Regions from separate parts of the Ovis aries genome. Here region 1 is linked to region 2. Evidence: chromatin contacts called from public Hi-C data. All regions are on one chromosome and are shown on one strand. The core of a region is the stretch at or near the end of the contact, and the rest is flanking DNA. Distances in the headings are between cores, read along the strand shown. Region 1 holds the start of ABCF2 (ATP binding cassette subfamily F member 2). Region 2 holds the start of FASTK (Fas activated serine/threonine kinase).

Region 1 (6,384 bases), core at 1,795-4,294, 140 kb after region 2:
TTTCTATTCATTTCCCAAACGAGGGGACCAGATGAACTCCAGTACCCATCCTAAAGAGTCTCACATTCGAAAGGCTGAGTAGTTTGTCAGAAGTCACTTTCTTTGATATTTCTTGATCTTTCCATATCTCACTACCTAAAGAAGACCATGTAGCAATGGTAACTACCAGGTTGGAGAATTAAGTAATTCCAAACTCAGAGAAGAGAGCAGACCCAGTCTTGTGAGAGAGGACAGATGATCCATTAGTTATGAAAGCAGAAACGACCCTGGGTCCCTAGCAATAAGAAATATTTTCAGAGAGAGAGCTGGGAAAAAACCCAGATTTTATATTTTAGAAGAGTAGCTCCCTGAGGAAGCAAGGTGAAACCCAAAGCTCCCGACTGAGTTAGGGGTGGTACAGCTGGGTTTGCCCTGACAAATTCTGGTTTTCTAGGGAGAAAGGCAAAGAAGTTTGTAATGGGAACTGTGGACAAGTCTCAAAGTGGGATTCGGTTGTCTACTTTTCCAACTCATCCAGAAAGTACTACAGAATTGAGGCTTAACCCCTGTTCCCGAGAGCCTAGAGAGAACCCTACTTGACAGATCACAATTCAGTCCACTCGTTCCCTCCCACCATTCTTACCTTCCCATCTCTCCACTATCCTGACCAGGAAGAAAACTGCCTGAGTTGACTACACTAGTCCTCCCTCATAATTTTTATTTTGGAGACAATTCCTACCATTTAACTCTCTCTTCGCAATCATTTTAAACACTGGGTTTTGTGTTTTTTTTTTTTTTTCGGAATTCCTGTCTCTCTGTTGCAACTTGCATGAATAATTCTCTCCTCTTGCAACTTTACCTAGTATCTGTCTGCAAGGATAATCATGCAAAAAAAGTATTACCCAAGACACAGTCCCTTCACTCAAAGATCAAACAATTCAGATGGAGAGACAGATACAATGAAGGTAATGCTGGGACGACTACCCTGGAGGTTCAGTGGTTGGGACTCCTTACTTCCTCTGCAGGGGGCATGGGTTGAATCCCCTAGTCTAGGAACTAGGATTCCATATGCCGTGTGGTACCAGCCAAAGAAAAAGCAACCCTAGATACAGTGTGTTTGTTGTGTGCACGCACACGCTCAGTTGTGTCCGACTCTGTGACCCCATGGACTGTAGCCCACCAGGCTCCTCTGTCCATGGGATTCTCCAGGCAAGAATACTGGAGTGGGCTGCCATTCCTTCTCTAAGGGATCTTCTCGACCCAGGGACTGAACCTGGGTTTCCTGAATTGCAGGCAGATTCTTTACCATCTGAGCCACAGGGAAGCCCTGGATAGACACTACAAGGATATAGTGAATAGCAGTATTATTGAGATCAGGCTTGACAGGGAAAGATTTTACCACCTTGAGCTGGGCCCTAAGAGAAATGTCAAATGTAGCTAGTGTAAAAATTAGAGTATAAGAACCTCAATTTGTAAGTGGACAGAAACATGGTGACTATTCAACGGACAACAGTAGACAATAGAGAAGGCCTGTTTAGAGAGCTTTTAGGGGCAAGAAGAAGGCTGGCATAGACAGCCAAGAGCCTGGAATATTCTTTATCACACATTTCCCTGTTTCCCCATCTAGACTGCAAGTTATCAGAGGAAAGCCCATGCTTATAGTGCCTCAGTATTCAGTGATCTCTTGTCTAGTATTTGAGAAGCGCTTGTAACAGAAATGCATCTCTTTCCCAGGAAAAACCCATAAGACAATTCATATGTTTCTGTCTTGTTGGTACAGTCACTGCCCCAGGAGGACAAGGGTATCAGGTGGCAAACAGCCTGGCACACTGCCTCCATGTGTAGAAATGAAAATGCAGAAAGGGGCAGGGAACTGACCACCAAATCTAGAAGACAGGGCAGCAAGGCAGCACAACTCTCATATTTGCTTGCCACTGTGTATGTGAGAACTGTGTTCAGTTTCCTTGATCAAGCTCCAACCCTACTGGTTTGGTTCATTATGAAAAGTTTGTAGCACCAGATACACTCTCTGGCACCTCCGACTCAGATTCCAGCAGGGGCATCCACTGGGTCCCAGCAACCATCCCAGGAACCCACCTCTCCCTCTATTCACCTGTGGTCTCTCGGCCATTGGCCTCCTCATTTCTCTCCTCTGCCACCTGTGGCTCTGTGATGGCATCTCCGTTTTCTTCATGTCCTTTTCTGGGCCGCTGTCGGGCTTTGGCAGCTTCCTTCTTTTTGGCTGCCTTCTTCTTAGCCAGGTCGGAGGGCATGGTGATGAACCACAGGGAAACCGTTACTGTTCTTCCAGAAAGCCTGAAGGAAGGCAAACACCCCCAAATTCTAAACTTCCGCACAGTGCCTGGGCCTTGTGCTCCATCCGTTTCAGTATTTCCCTAGCAAGCTTCTGGTACCCAGCTCCGCCCCAGCCTAAAGTCGCTTCCAACTTTTGTCAGGATGTCTCCAGCCAGTTCGACTTCTCTGCCGCTCTTTCCATCTCACCAGCTCTTCCTTCGGGGCTTTGTCCACCAATCCCCACGGCCTCGCTCTGGAGACGCTCCTCCTTTCAGGGCCTCCACTTCAGGGACCGGGTTCTGCCCCTCGGCACAGGTACCCGGTCTCCAGTTTCCCCACAACTTGGCGCTCCACGCTCCGGCCGGCCACCTCACTTTCCCGGGCTTCCTCCCTCCCGTCTACCTCAGGCCTCCTCCCCGTCTTCCCCCTCCACACCACCCGGCCGCCGAGTCCAGCTTGTCCCCGGGGCGCCCTCGTCTTCCCCCCCACCCCCCGTTGTGGGTACCCCCGGGAGTCTCTTCATTCGCCACCCACCACCACCCCTCCGAGCCTCCCTCAGCCTCCGCCCGTCAGCTTCTCTCTCTTGGCCCCTTCTCCTCCCTTGCAGTCGCCTCCATCCCAGCCCAGTCCCTCCTCCCTCTTCTCGTCCCCCCCTCCGCCTCACCCCCTCACCGGCCGGCACCCACCCCCGCCCCCGCCTCCTCCTAGCGCCCCTTCCCCCAACTCACTGGGCCTCGCCGCTCGGCCTCTGTCGCAACAGAGCGGCTTCTTGAGCTCCTCCGCGTGCGGCCGGCTCACCAGCCAATCACGGCCTCGCGCGGCTCTCGTCGCGCCGCCGCGCAGACTCCTGGGAAGTGTCGTCCTCCGGCCACCGCTGCCGAACCTGAGACCCGCTCCTCGAGAACTACCGCGGATCCCAGGGGCCTCGCGGGCCGCAGTGACGTCATCACGATGCGCGCGCCTGAGGGGGACTGGAGTCCCAGAGCCCTCTCTGCTAGCGGTCCGCTTCGGGCGCCGGAAGCGGTGAGTCCCAGATTTGCTCCTCAGAGGAGGGGCTGCGCCGTCCCTGGCTCCCCTGCCTCTGGAATAGCTGAAGGGTTATGCGGAGCTACCGGCTTCATCAGGGCCGCCAAACCGGCTCAGACAGCAGAGAGAGCTACTACACTTCCCAGCAGGCGTCAGGCAGCAATGGGTTGAAACAATGGCGGGGGGCGGTACGCGGAGGAGGAGGAAGAGTGCGCCGACCGGTGAGAGAGGGCCGGGAAAACGCTCGTCGCTTCCAAGAGGATGCGAAGAACAGAATTATCCCTCCGTGAAGGAAAGGCGTCCTCGTTCCGTGAAACCGAAGCTTTAGAGGCTGGTCCAGTGATAACCAAACTTTAGACTGTGCCGAGCGTTGTTCCTGAATCGTCGCTGCTCTGCCTGTCCACTGCAGAACTTGTTAAGTTTCCATCCAAAGCCAGTAAGTTTGATGGGAAGAACCCTGAAGTGAAAATCCAGACTTCGGAGTTTACCTTTATAACGTCACTTGCCCGTTAGGTGTTTTTTTTTTTTTTCTTCCTTCCCCCTCGTTACTTTTCATAGTTTAAAACCCCTCACGGACTTCTATAGCCTGCAGTAAGCAAATCCTAAATCTGTAGTCTATCAAATACTTCTCCAGGTTTCTGATCAGTAGTGTCTCTCACAGGGACACGGCTAGAGGGAGCAGAGCAAGCTGTTATTTCCGGCCCTGGAAACTGCAAATCTCAGTTTGCTCCTTGGCTTAAGCGAAGCACCTGATCCAAAAGTAGACCCCCGACCCTTTAAAAAAAAGTGAGCTCACTTCATTTCTTCATAGGATTAGTTTTCCTTCTCAAACTTGATGCTCCAGTAGAATCTAATTACTTGCGTTTCTGAGGTAAGCCATGCCATTTCACACCTCTTGCCTTTAAGGATGCCTTTTCCTAGACTAACCCTCACCAAGGTGTGACTCAGAGCTAGATACTAGAGTTGTAACGGTGGTACGTCATTCTCTGGTCTCAAGGAGCTCACAGTTAAGAATGCCAACTAAAAGTTATTGCTCACCATCGGGTTTTAGAATGATGAGGTCACTAGCTACTGCAGTCATGGAGCGTCCACACACCTTGAAAAGAGTTCAGGACAGAGATCAGGAATGAGGCACTCTGTGCTCTGGGGAAAATTGACAAAACAGACCTTCAGATATTTTCTGGGGAAGATTTTATGAGCTCAATTTCTTGCATCTTCTCATGTCTAAAAAAGTAGAGACATCTGCTCTTTGTGGCTAGGAACAACCTTCTGCCAAAATGTGTTTGACTGCACATACCCCTCCCCCCACCACTTCCACCAGCCGCCAATCATATATATACTCACCTCTCCTACTTCTTCAGAGTAGTTTCTCAGAGCTATCTGAAAGGCTGTCTCCTGGGCTATAGTCCTCATTAGGCCCCCAAATAAAACTTAACTCACAACTCTCACATTGTGCTTTTTTTTTTTTCAACCGACAAGATGAAAAATTTAAAAAGGAAACAGATCATGACATGTAGGTAATAAGTGCCATACAGGCCAAAGCATTGTTCTAGGTAGAGATATACAGACAGTAGTTAACTGCTTGCAGTGCCCTTCTTTATGAAACAAGGAAGTTGTATATGATTGTGGTTCACATAAAATTACTCATGCAAGCACCTAGCCTCCTGGGAGGTCTACAATATGCCTGCCTCTCCCAGCCTCATTAAAATGCCTGGTCACAGGCAGGTTTCAGGTTACAGATAACTAACATAATTATACTCCTTCATTTATGCCATCAAATTTAATTCCCCCAACAGACTCTAAAGTGGGTATAAATACAATTTTACAGATTGGAAATAAAGGCACAGCGCTATTAAAAAAATAACACTGCTGGTAGGAAACAGTACCAGTGTTTGAAGCTCAAATCTGGTACTGGGAACCACTCCAGCTCTGTAAAGTGACTTGGGATGGCAAGGACTAACGAGTTACTTCTCTAAATCTACCTGCAGACCAACCAATCACGTCCATGATTTCCCATAAATTAACAGTTGCTGGGCAAAGTCTCCTCTAGCACAGTAAGAGTGGCCTAGAAAAGTTAGAAGTTCTACCATTCTCATCCAGGGTTTAGGTCTCTTGCAGGGGACAGACCTGGGCATGAAGGAAAAGTTCAGTTCCGTTCAGTCAGTCATGTCCAACATGCAAAGATCTCGTCCTCTGTTGTTCCCTTCTCCTCCTGTCCTCATTCTTTCGCAGCATCAGGGTCTTTTCCAGTGGGTCAGCTCTTGGCATCAGGTGGCCAAAGTATTGGAGCTTCAGCTTCAGCATCAGTCCTTCCAATGAATATTTAGGATTGATTTCCTTTAGGATTGACTGGTTTGATCTCCTTTCTGTCGAAGGGACTCTCAAGAGTCTTTTTCCAGTGCCACAATTTGAAGGCATCAAGTCTTTGGCACTCAGCCTTCTTTATGGTCCAACTCTCACATCCATACATGACTAGGGGGAAAACCATAGCTTTGACTAGACAGACCTTTGTTGACAAAGTAATGTCTTTGCTTTTCAACATGCTGTCTAGGTTGGTCATAGCTTTTCTTCCGAGGAGAAGAAATTTCATGGCTGCAGTCACCATCTGCAGTGGTTTTGGAGCCCAAGAAAATAAAGTCTCTCACTGTTTCCATTGTTTCCCCGTCTATTTGCCATGAAGTGATGGGACCAGATGCCATGATCTTAGTTTTCTGAATGTTGAGGTGAAGCCAACTTTCTCACTCTCCTCTTTCACTTTCATCAAGAGAGAGGCTCTTTAGTTCCTTTTCACTTGTGCTTCATCCAGTCCAGCATTTCACATGATGTACACTGTATATAAATTAAATAAGGAGGGTGACAATATACAGCTTTGACATACTCTTTTCCCAGTTTGGAATCAGTCCATTGTTCCATGTCCAGTTCTAACTGTTGCTTCTTGACCTACATACAGATTTCTTAAGAGGCAGGTAAGGTGGTCTGGTATTCCCATCTCTTTAGGAATTTTCCACAGTTTGTTGTGATTCACACAGTCAAAGGCTTTGGTGTAGTCAATAAAGCAGAAGTAGATGTTTTTCTGGAACTCTC
Region 2 (7,426 bases), core at 3,346-5,845:
TGTGAAAGGGAAACGTGGGGGAACCCAACCCACCCGTCCCAGAAACAAAGCGTGCGATGGGGAAGGAAAGGGACTTTTAATGACAAGTCAAAGCAGAGGGAAGCAAAGTGCAAATTGTCCACCTCCACGAGGGGGCCATCCTGAGCCCGTGCGCACCCCTCACCCCCCTTCAGGTCCCCAGTGGAGGCCTAGGGCCTGGAGCTTCTGCCTCAGGTAGCTCTTGAGCTGGGGCAGGCCTCTCTGGGACTCCAGTTCTTCAAAGGGTAGCTGCGGGGCGGAGGACAGAGTTCGTCATCCTTGTGGGCTGGGGAGCTGGCAGCCCGGTCAGAGTGGGGGCGTGGCGGGAGCGGGGGGGGGGGGGCGGCGAGGCGGGGCGGGTGGTAGAGGGTGGGGCTGGGGGCGGGGCCTCACCGGCAGAAGCTGATAGCCCATCAGGCCCAGGTGCCGCTCCCGCAGGGCTCGGGAGCCCAGCAGCACTCGGCCGTCCCGACAGAAGTGCCAGCGCTCCCGCAGCATCAGCACCACCCTGGAGAGGAAGGGACTGAGGCTCAGGCGCTATGCGCGGGGGCCGGGGAGGCTCTCCCAGGCTCCCGCCTTACCTTTGGGCAGGGTCCCGGGTGGCACGGGGACAGGACCTGGGAGGGTACGGCAGGAAGGGGTCTTGGGCTCTCACGGGCAGCACCGAGCCGCAGCTGCTGACACACAGCAGGAAGTCTGCGGGGCCGGGAGAGAAAGAGCCACTGGCTTCCGGTGGAGGCTCTGCTTCCCGGGGGCTGGCCGGCCCACCCGGAGCTCACCTGTGCTGTAGCCTGGAGGCACGGTCAGGTCCTGCCGGTATTTCTCCTCCCCCAGCAGCTGGCGCAGCCCCTCTGCTACTATGTCCTTGTGACTGAGGAAAGAGGAGCCAGGCTCAGAAGGGGCCCCAGGGCACTCTTTTTAGCTTGGTCCCACCTACTTCCACCCCCAGGCTGGGAAATGGCCTTTGGGGCTTAGCTTTCTGGTGACCCAGAGCACAGCAGCATAGACAGCTCAGGGTCCCCCAGGCCTGTCTACCCGGATGTTCCTTGCCAGCTGACACCTTCCCTCCCCAGCTGCCCACCGACCTGTACTTGCAGCGGGCGCGGTCAGTGATGAGTGGCTGGGGGAAGATGGGCACTTGCTGCCTTCGGGGAAGGCGGGCACCCCGATATCCTGGGAGCTCCAGCTCCACCGCCGTGTCTAGCAGGGAGAGGTAGCGCCGCACGATCAGGGCATGAGGGGTGCCTGTGGGGAAAGCAGGACGAGGCTTACTGGGATGCAGACCCTCACTCCTGCTTTCCCCGGCCCCCCGGCCCTCCAGGACACAGCCAGCCCCCCAAGTCTGCGCACCACTGACATGGTTGATGAAACCAGGGGAAAAGACAAAGTGCAGGGCTCGGAAGGGCAGGCACCGCAGCTGACACAGTGACATCAAAATGTTGACAGTTGCCAGGGGGGCCACCCCTGCTTCCCGAGCCAGGATCCTCTCAAGGCAGGGCATAAACTGCTGCTCCAGAGGCACGTAGTTCAGCCGCCCAAAGGGCAGGACCAACTTCTGTACCACCTGTGGGGCAAAGAGCAGCCCATCACCCAGGGGGAAGTTTCTCTGGTCTTCTTTACAAGCTGAACCTCAGGAAGACTTGGCCTGCAAGCTTATGACATCAGTCACTGGAAAGGCAGGACAGTCCCTCTACAGCACAGATGCTCAATAGCATAAGCGCTGCTCAAGTCCCATGTCAGTCTCCAAACAAGCAGAGACACGGCTGCGGGTTCTGGCCCTGAAGACTTGGTGGAGTGGGATCGACCAAGCTAAGACAGTGGCTAAGGATGTTTGGAGAAGTGCAGAGAACCAGGTGTACCTGGTGGGGAGTTGGACAAGCCAGTGGGGGTTTGAGCCAAGGTGGTACCCCAGGGGAGAGGCCAGAGAGCGTAGGTAGGTGGTCTGCTGCAGGAAGCAGCAGTCAATCAAGTGGACAAGATGAGGGGGGTGGGAGCTAGGCCTGCTGGGGTGTCTGAGGGCCACTAGGAGAGGAGCTTGGGAAGCTGAGGCAATCCCACCTTGCTATTGAGCTGGGCTTCCTGAACCACCAGGAAGTGGGCAATGGCTTCCAGAAGCTGGGGCTCCCTCAACCGGTGGCGGGCCAAGTGCTGCGCTAGGAGCACCATCACGTGGGGAGTCAGTTCCTCAGGCCTGGCCTCTGTGAAGAACAGCTTATCACGCTGGACCCTCAGGCCAGACCTGGGTGAGATTCCAGCAGATACTGCCTGCCTCCACCCCCCCATCACCTGTCCCCCGCTCTGACACCTGCCAGGCTGCGGATGAGGTGCTGCTGAGGACGCCGCTGGAAACGGGGACAGCTTAGAGCGGCTTCCAACCTTTGCCCACCTCGAAGGATAGGCGGCAGAGGGGGCGGTGGCTTCGGAGGGAGGCGGAACCTTCGCTCCTGCTCCAGGGCGCACATCAGGGGCCCATCTGATGGGAAGCCTGAGAGGCAGAGGGTCAAAGGAGGCAGGGAAGGAGCTGCTCTGCTCTGCAATCCTGCAGTTTTAGTTAGTGAATCCTCAGTCCTTCTCATCTCTGTTTTCTGGGCTGGAAGATCTGCTACAGAGCACGCGGAAACACCAGAGAAATAGGAACTACCACGTGAATAAAGGTATCACAACCGTCTGTGGGAAAGGCCTTATACAAAGAAGGCAGTAAGATCTCATCTCTTGCCAATGATGATCAATTGCAGTGGCTCCCTAGGGCACTGTATTAGAAGAGAACTGGTGGCTCAGTGGTAAAGAATCTGCCTGGCAATGCACAGGTTCGATCCCTGGGTCTGGAAGATCCCCTAGAGAAGGAAATGGCAACCCACTCCAGTATTGGGTTGAGGACTTGGTGGGTTATGGTTCATTGGATCGCAGAAGAGCCAGACACGACTTAGCGACTAAACAACAAAAAAGGGGGTGGCACCCTAACCTAAGCTGCAACTCATGCTGCTTGACTCGTGATGACTATCGTGGATACCGCAGAGGAGCAGCAAGTGTGGCATCACTCAGCAAGTGTGCCATTCCTGGCAAAGCTTGAGGTGGGTTCTGTCAGTGATCTCAGGTGGGTCTGCTACAGTTTCTCTATCCTTCCATTGACACCCACCCACCCATAGACACCGTCCTCACCCAGTAAGGCTGCAAGGTGCAGACACACGTGGATGGTGTGAATGTCAAAGGAGGGGCAGTTTCGGATGATGAGCTGACTCAAGTCCTGCAGTGTGGCCTGCTCCACAGGAGGGGGCTGCGGCAGAGACCCCAAGAGCTGGCTCAGACGACGAAGCGCCACAGGGTAGTGGTGGGCACGCACTTTGGTGGGGTTCTGCCCCAGCCAGCGTAGCAGCTCCCCAGGGCTCCTCGCCTGTTCCAGAAGCCGCTGCAATCCCTGCACAGGGCCTGCATGGGGGCCTCCTCCAGGAGGCCGGTGGTCTCCCCATTTGTTGGGTCCCAGACAGCAAGGCTGTACTGGTGGGAGCAGCAGCAAGCCAGACAGACGAGCACTGGAGGCCTGGGCAGAGAGCAGGACTCGAAGCATGGAGTTGGGTGCTGGAGACCCTGAGGGGTGGCCCAAAAAAGGGAGTGAGGTATTCTCCAAAGGGGAGAAAGACCAACTCTCTGTTCCTCACCTCGCTCCCCATCCAGAGGAGTCTGGGGACAGAGCAACCCGTATTCTCTTCACCCTTCTTTGTGACTGCTCTGGTCCTCTTCCCCAACCCGCCCCTCTCTGACTCCTTCCAACCTTTGCGAGAGCAATCGGAATCCTTCAGAGTTCTCGCGGAGGATTTTTTACAGAGCAATTCCACATGCATCATCTCCTCCGATCCTCCTCTGACACGCCCGTGAGGAGGCAGGCAGGGGCTGGTACTATCTCGATTTCACAGGTGGAGAGACCAAGGCCCAGGGAGGCGAGGGGGTTAAGGCAAGCCCCGAGGTCCCGAATCTGGTTAGTGGTCGCGCCCAGCCTGGAACCCAGCTCGCCGGACAGATACGCTCCCCCCCACCCCCGACCACCTCCCCCTCCCGCAGGAGGCGGCGGCGGTACCGGAGGGTGGAGCGCGGGCTCCGTGGTCCTGGGTTCCATGCTGGGCGCTCCCACTTACCAGCTGCGTGACCTTGGACAAGTGGCTTCGGTCTCCCTGCCCAAGCCTTCTCGCCTGTGAAACGAGAACGCAGGGCCACCTCGGAGGGCGCCCGTGGAGCCCGCGGGCGCGGCCTGCGCTACGGCGCGGAGTCGGCGGTGTCAGGGGGGCCCCCACACACACCCCCACCCGCGGCCCGGGGGGAATGCCAGGAGACCGTGGTCGCGGTCGCCAACACCAACTCCCGCCGCCCTTCCCCGCGGCCCGCCCCGCAGGCGCCACCCCTACATGACTCCCCAGGCCCCGCGCAGGTCGCTCCCTCGGTCGGTCTCGGGGCCCGGGAGCCGGGCTCCCCCCGCGGCCTCCTCATCAGGGGGCCACCGAGTCCTCCATCTTCCCGGCAGCCCCCGAACAGCGCGGCCCGGACGCCAATCGCCGCGCCAAGTAGGTCCTCCGCCAGCAAAGACGTGGCTCCCGGCAGGCCCCGCGCGCCAGGGCGCCGCGCGCCCCGCCCCCTGCTTCCGGGAAGCTGCGCGCGCGCGGCGCCGGGCTGGGGCGGGACCAAAGGCCTGGGGCGGGGTAGGGGCGGGGTAGGGGCGGGGCCAAAGGGCTGGGGGATGAGATTGGGGTGCAGAGGGGAGTGAGCAGCGGTTGGCCTGGGCGGGCAGGGCAGGGTAGGGCGAAGCATCTGGCCCACCCCTTTTCTCCCAGTAGGGCAGAGCTCCCCGTAGCCCCCCTCCTCCACGACCCACACACGCAGACACTAGGCCAAGAGTGAAAACGTCACAGTTATTTAATCTGCACGTGTTCCAGAAAGCCCCCTCCACCCATCCCGACTCCCCTTCTCCAGCCCTTCCCAGTCCTCGGGCCCCCAAACCAGCCAAGGAGCGATCCGGGACTAAGAGGTGCCCAGGTCCTCAGGCTGAGCCCTTAAGGGCCCAGGGGCGTGGCCCCGCTCTGTCCAGGGCCAAGGCAACTACAGCAGCTGTCTGACTTGGGGTAGCCCACTGTCAGGGGGCGCTGAGGGCCAGCTGCCCCGGGAGGTGGCCCAGAGCCATGAAGGTCACAGGGAGGGGCTTCCGCCGCCCCTCGGAGTGCTCTGCCGCGCAGCGCTGGGCTCCAGGGTAGTGGGAAGAGGCAGGTCGGAGAGGCGGGCCTGGGCAGACAGCAGCTCCCACCTTGTCGTGGCGAGCAAGGTCCCGAGAGGCCGGTGGCGTGGCCAAGAGCCCGTGGAGGCACTACGGGCGGTACATGGCAAAGGCCAGGAGGCTGAGGAGCAGGGTGAAGCCGGCCAGACCCAGAGTGGCGGTCAGGGGAAAGAAGGGCCGGTACTGGATCTGGCAGTACCATAGCAGAAGCAGCAGCAGGAGGAGCAGGGGCAGCAGCAGGCTGCCTACTTCCAGCCCTGAGGGGCCTGGCTCGGACCCCGGTGGGCAGGGCGGGAGGGGGGGACCCACCCGTGTGGACACGTGGCAGTGGAGGACACAGTTGGGAGGGAGGTGAAGGCTGCCCAGGGTCTGGGTGTCGTCTCCTAGTAGCTGCCCTTGGTAGATGAGTCGCACGTGCTGTTCCCGGCCGGGAAACTGGGTCCTGAGGAGAGAGGGACCTGGGTAATAGAGCGAGTCTCAGGCACTCCTGGCCCCTGGTCCGGAACAACTCTCCTACCCTCACCTCTGGCCTCCACGGTGTGTGTGTGTGGGGCCCTTCTGCTTCAGGGGAGCAATACAGTGTGTGACTAGGGGCCTCAGTTTCCTCATCTATAAGAGGATCTCCGGGATCTCTGCTGGTCCTTCTAGGACTGTGATCATCCCCGCCCTACTCTTTAGCACTTCCTTCCTGTCATCCTCCCGGCTTACCTTTTCAGGGAGCCAATGGTGTCGTGGGGCCAGGCTCTGGCCACCTGCTCAGAATCGTTGAGGAATTTCAGCCGAAGTACGAGGGGCTCCTGGGGGGAGTCCGGAGGTGGCGGCGTTGCTGCGAGCCCCACTCCGGGTTCTGGTGGTGCCACCTGACCTCGGTGTCTCAGGCCGGGGGTCTCAGCTCCTGGGGCCTCCCCTCTGATGCTGTCCATGACCGCCATGGCTTCGCTGGGCTGCGTTGGTGTTGGGGTCCCTGACGGCTGGGGCAGTGGATCGGCGCCCTCGGCAGTGTGCGTTGAGACCCAGGCGAGAGCCAGCACCAGAAGGCAGGCAAGCACCGAGAAAAGGATGGTCACCTCATCACCTACCCCTTCGATCAGGGCCATGGCACCTGCCTTGCCTGCCACGCTACCGGGCTGGAGAGGCACAAAGAACCCATGAGGGGCTGACTCACCCACCAAGAGCCCTCTGAACTTCAGGGGGCCCCTGACCCCATCCAACCACAACTCTCCCACAGTCCTCATTCCGCCCAGTTATCCCAGCCCTACCCTGGGACATACACTGCTCTGACACCTGGCCACCCCAAACTTGCCCTACATACCCCTTCCCAACACCAAATCACAAGTCCTAATTTTCTGTAACCTAAATTTCAGGTCTTTAAGCAGTTCCACAATTCACCCAAACCCTATTCCGAAGTCAGAGCTTTGACTTTCTAAGCAACCTCTCCCTTAAATTCAGCCCCTACCAAACCACCCCAAAGCTTACCTATTCTCCCCATTTAGGTCATCTCAAAGTTTATCTACTCCTTTGCCTATTTCACGGCAAAGCCTATCTATTAATACTGCTCCATCGCTAAAGTTTCTCCAAGGGGGTAGAAAAAAGGTCTCTACGCACACGCACAACGCCCCCTTACCATTCAGCCAACCCCCACCCGCAGCACAGGACAGCTTCCCAAGGCTTCCCCACGCCAAATGTCAAACTGCTTCCCTTTGGCAAACTGGAACCTCCGAGGGTTCCCACCCACAACCCTAACCCCTACCCCAACTCGGCCCCCCTGGTCCACTCAAACCCCACCCAAGGCGTCCCGACCCCGCGCCTCCCCTGGGAAACCTCTCCAAACCCAGCCTGCTGCAAGACCCCGGATCTCGCCCGGGAACCCAAGACTTTGCCCTCCCCACCTCCATCCTCCACCACCCTTCGCATCTTCCCGCCGCCCGCCCCCACACCCCGAGTGGCTGGCGGGCGCGGGAGATCCCGGGGCGGGGCCAGCCGGGCCAGCTGCTAGGGCAGCGGGGTGATGCGGCCACGGCGCAGGGACTCACCGCCAGGCTCCGCCAGCTCCATAGCGGACCCTCGGGCACTTCCGGGAGGGAGGTGGCGAGGTCGCAGACACCTGGAGGCACCCCCTCCTTCCCCGCCGCCGCCGCCCGGAGCATTGTG

What was found. A called contact is a pair of places that touch in the nucleus more often than the background predicts.
Region 1: a Hi-C map of liver shows a contact between it and region 2, with 3 times the contacts expected there. The contact joins the promoter of ABCF2 here to the promoter of FASTK in region 2. A contact is called at or near these places in 2 of 16 Hi-C or Micro-C datasets (liver and muscle).

The regions. Positions count from the first base shown.
Region 1 is chr4:115,415,780-115,422,163 of ARS-UI_Ramb_v3.0, forward strand. It overlaps ABCF2 (ATP binding cassette subfamily F member 2), which reads right to left and starts at 3,045. Exons shown (of 15, transcript XM_015095448.3): 1 at 3,003-3,045; 2 at 2,093-2,295. The coding sequence starts at 2,252.
Region 2 is chr4:115,269,264-115,276,689 of ARS-UI_Ramb_v3.0, forward strand. It overlaps FASTK (Fas activated serine/threonine kinase), which reads right to left and starts at 4,596. Exons shown (of 11, transcript XM_027969018.2): 1 at 4,416-4,596; 2 at 3,410-3,603; 3 at 3,178-3,292; 4 at 2,324-2,503; 5 at 2,077-2,216; 6 at 1,369-1,582; 7 at 1,104-1,263; 8 at 798-889; 9 at 600-714; 10 at 412-526; 11 at 58-267. The coding sequence starts at 4,497. The coding sequence ends at 160. TMUB1 (transmembrane and ubiquitin like domain containing 1) reads right to left here and starts at 7,351. Exons shown (of 3, transcript XM_027969020.2): 1 at 7,309-7,351; 2 at 5,984-6,402; 3 at 4,903-5,717. The coding sequence starts at 6,372. The coding sequence ends at 5,366.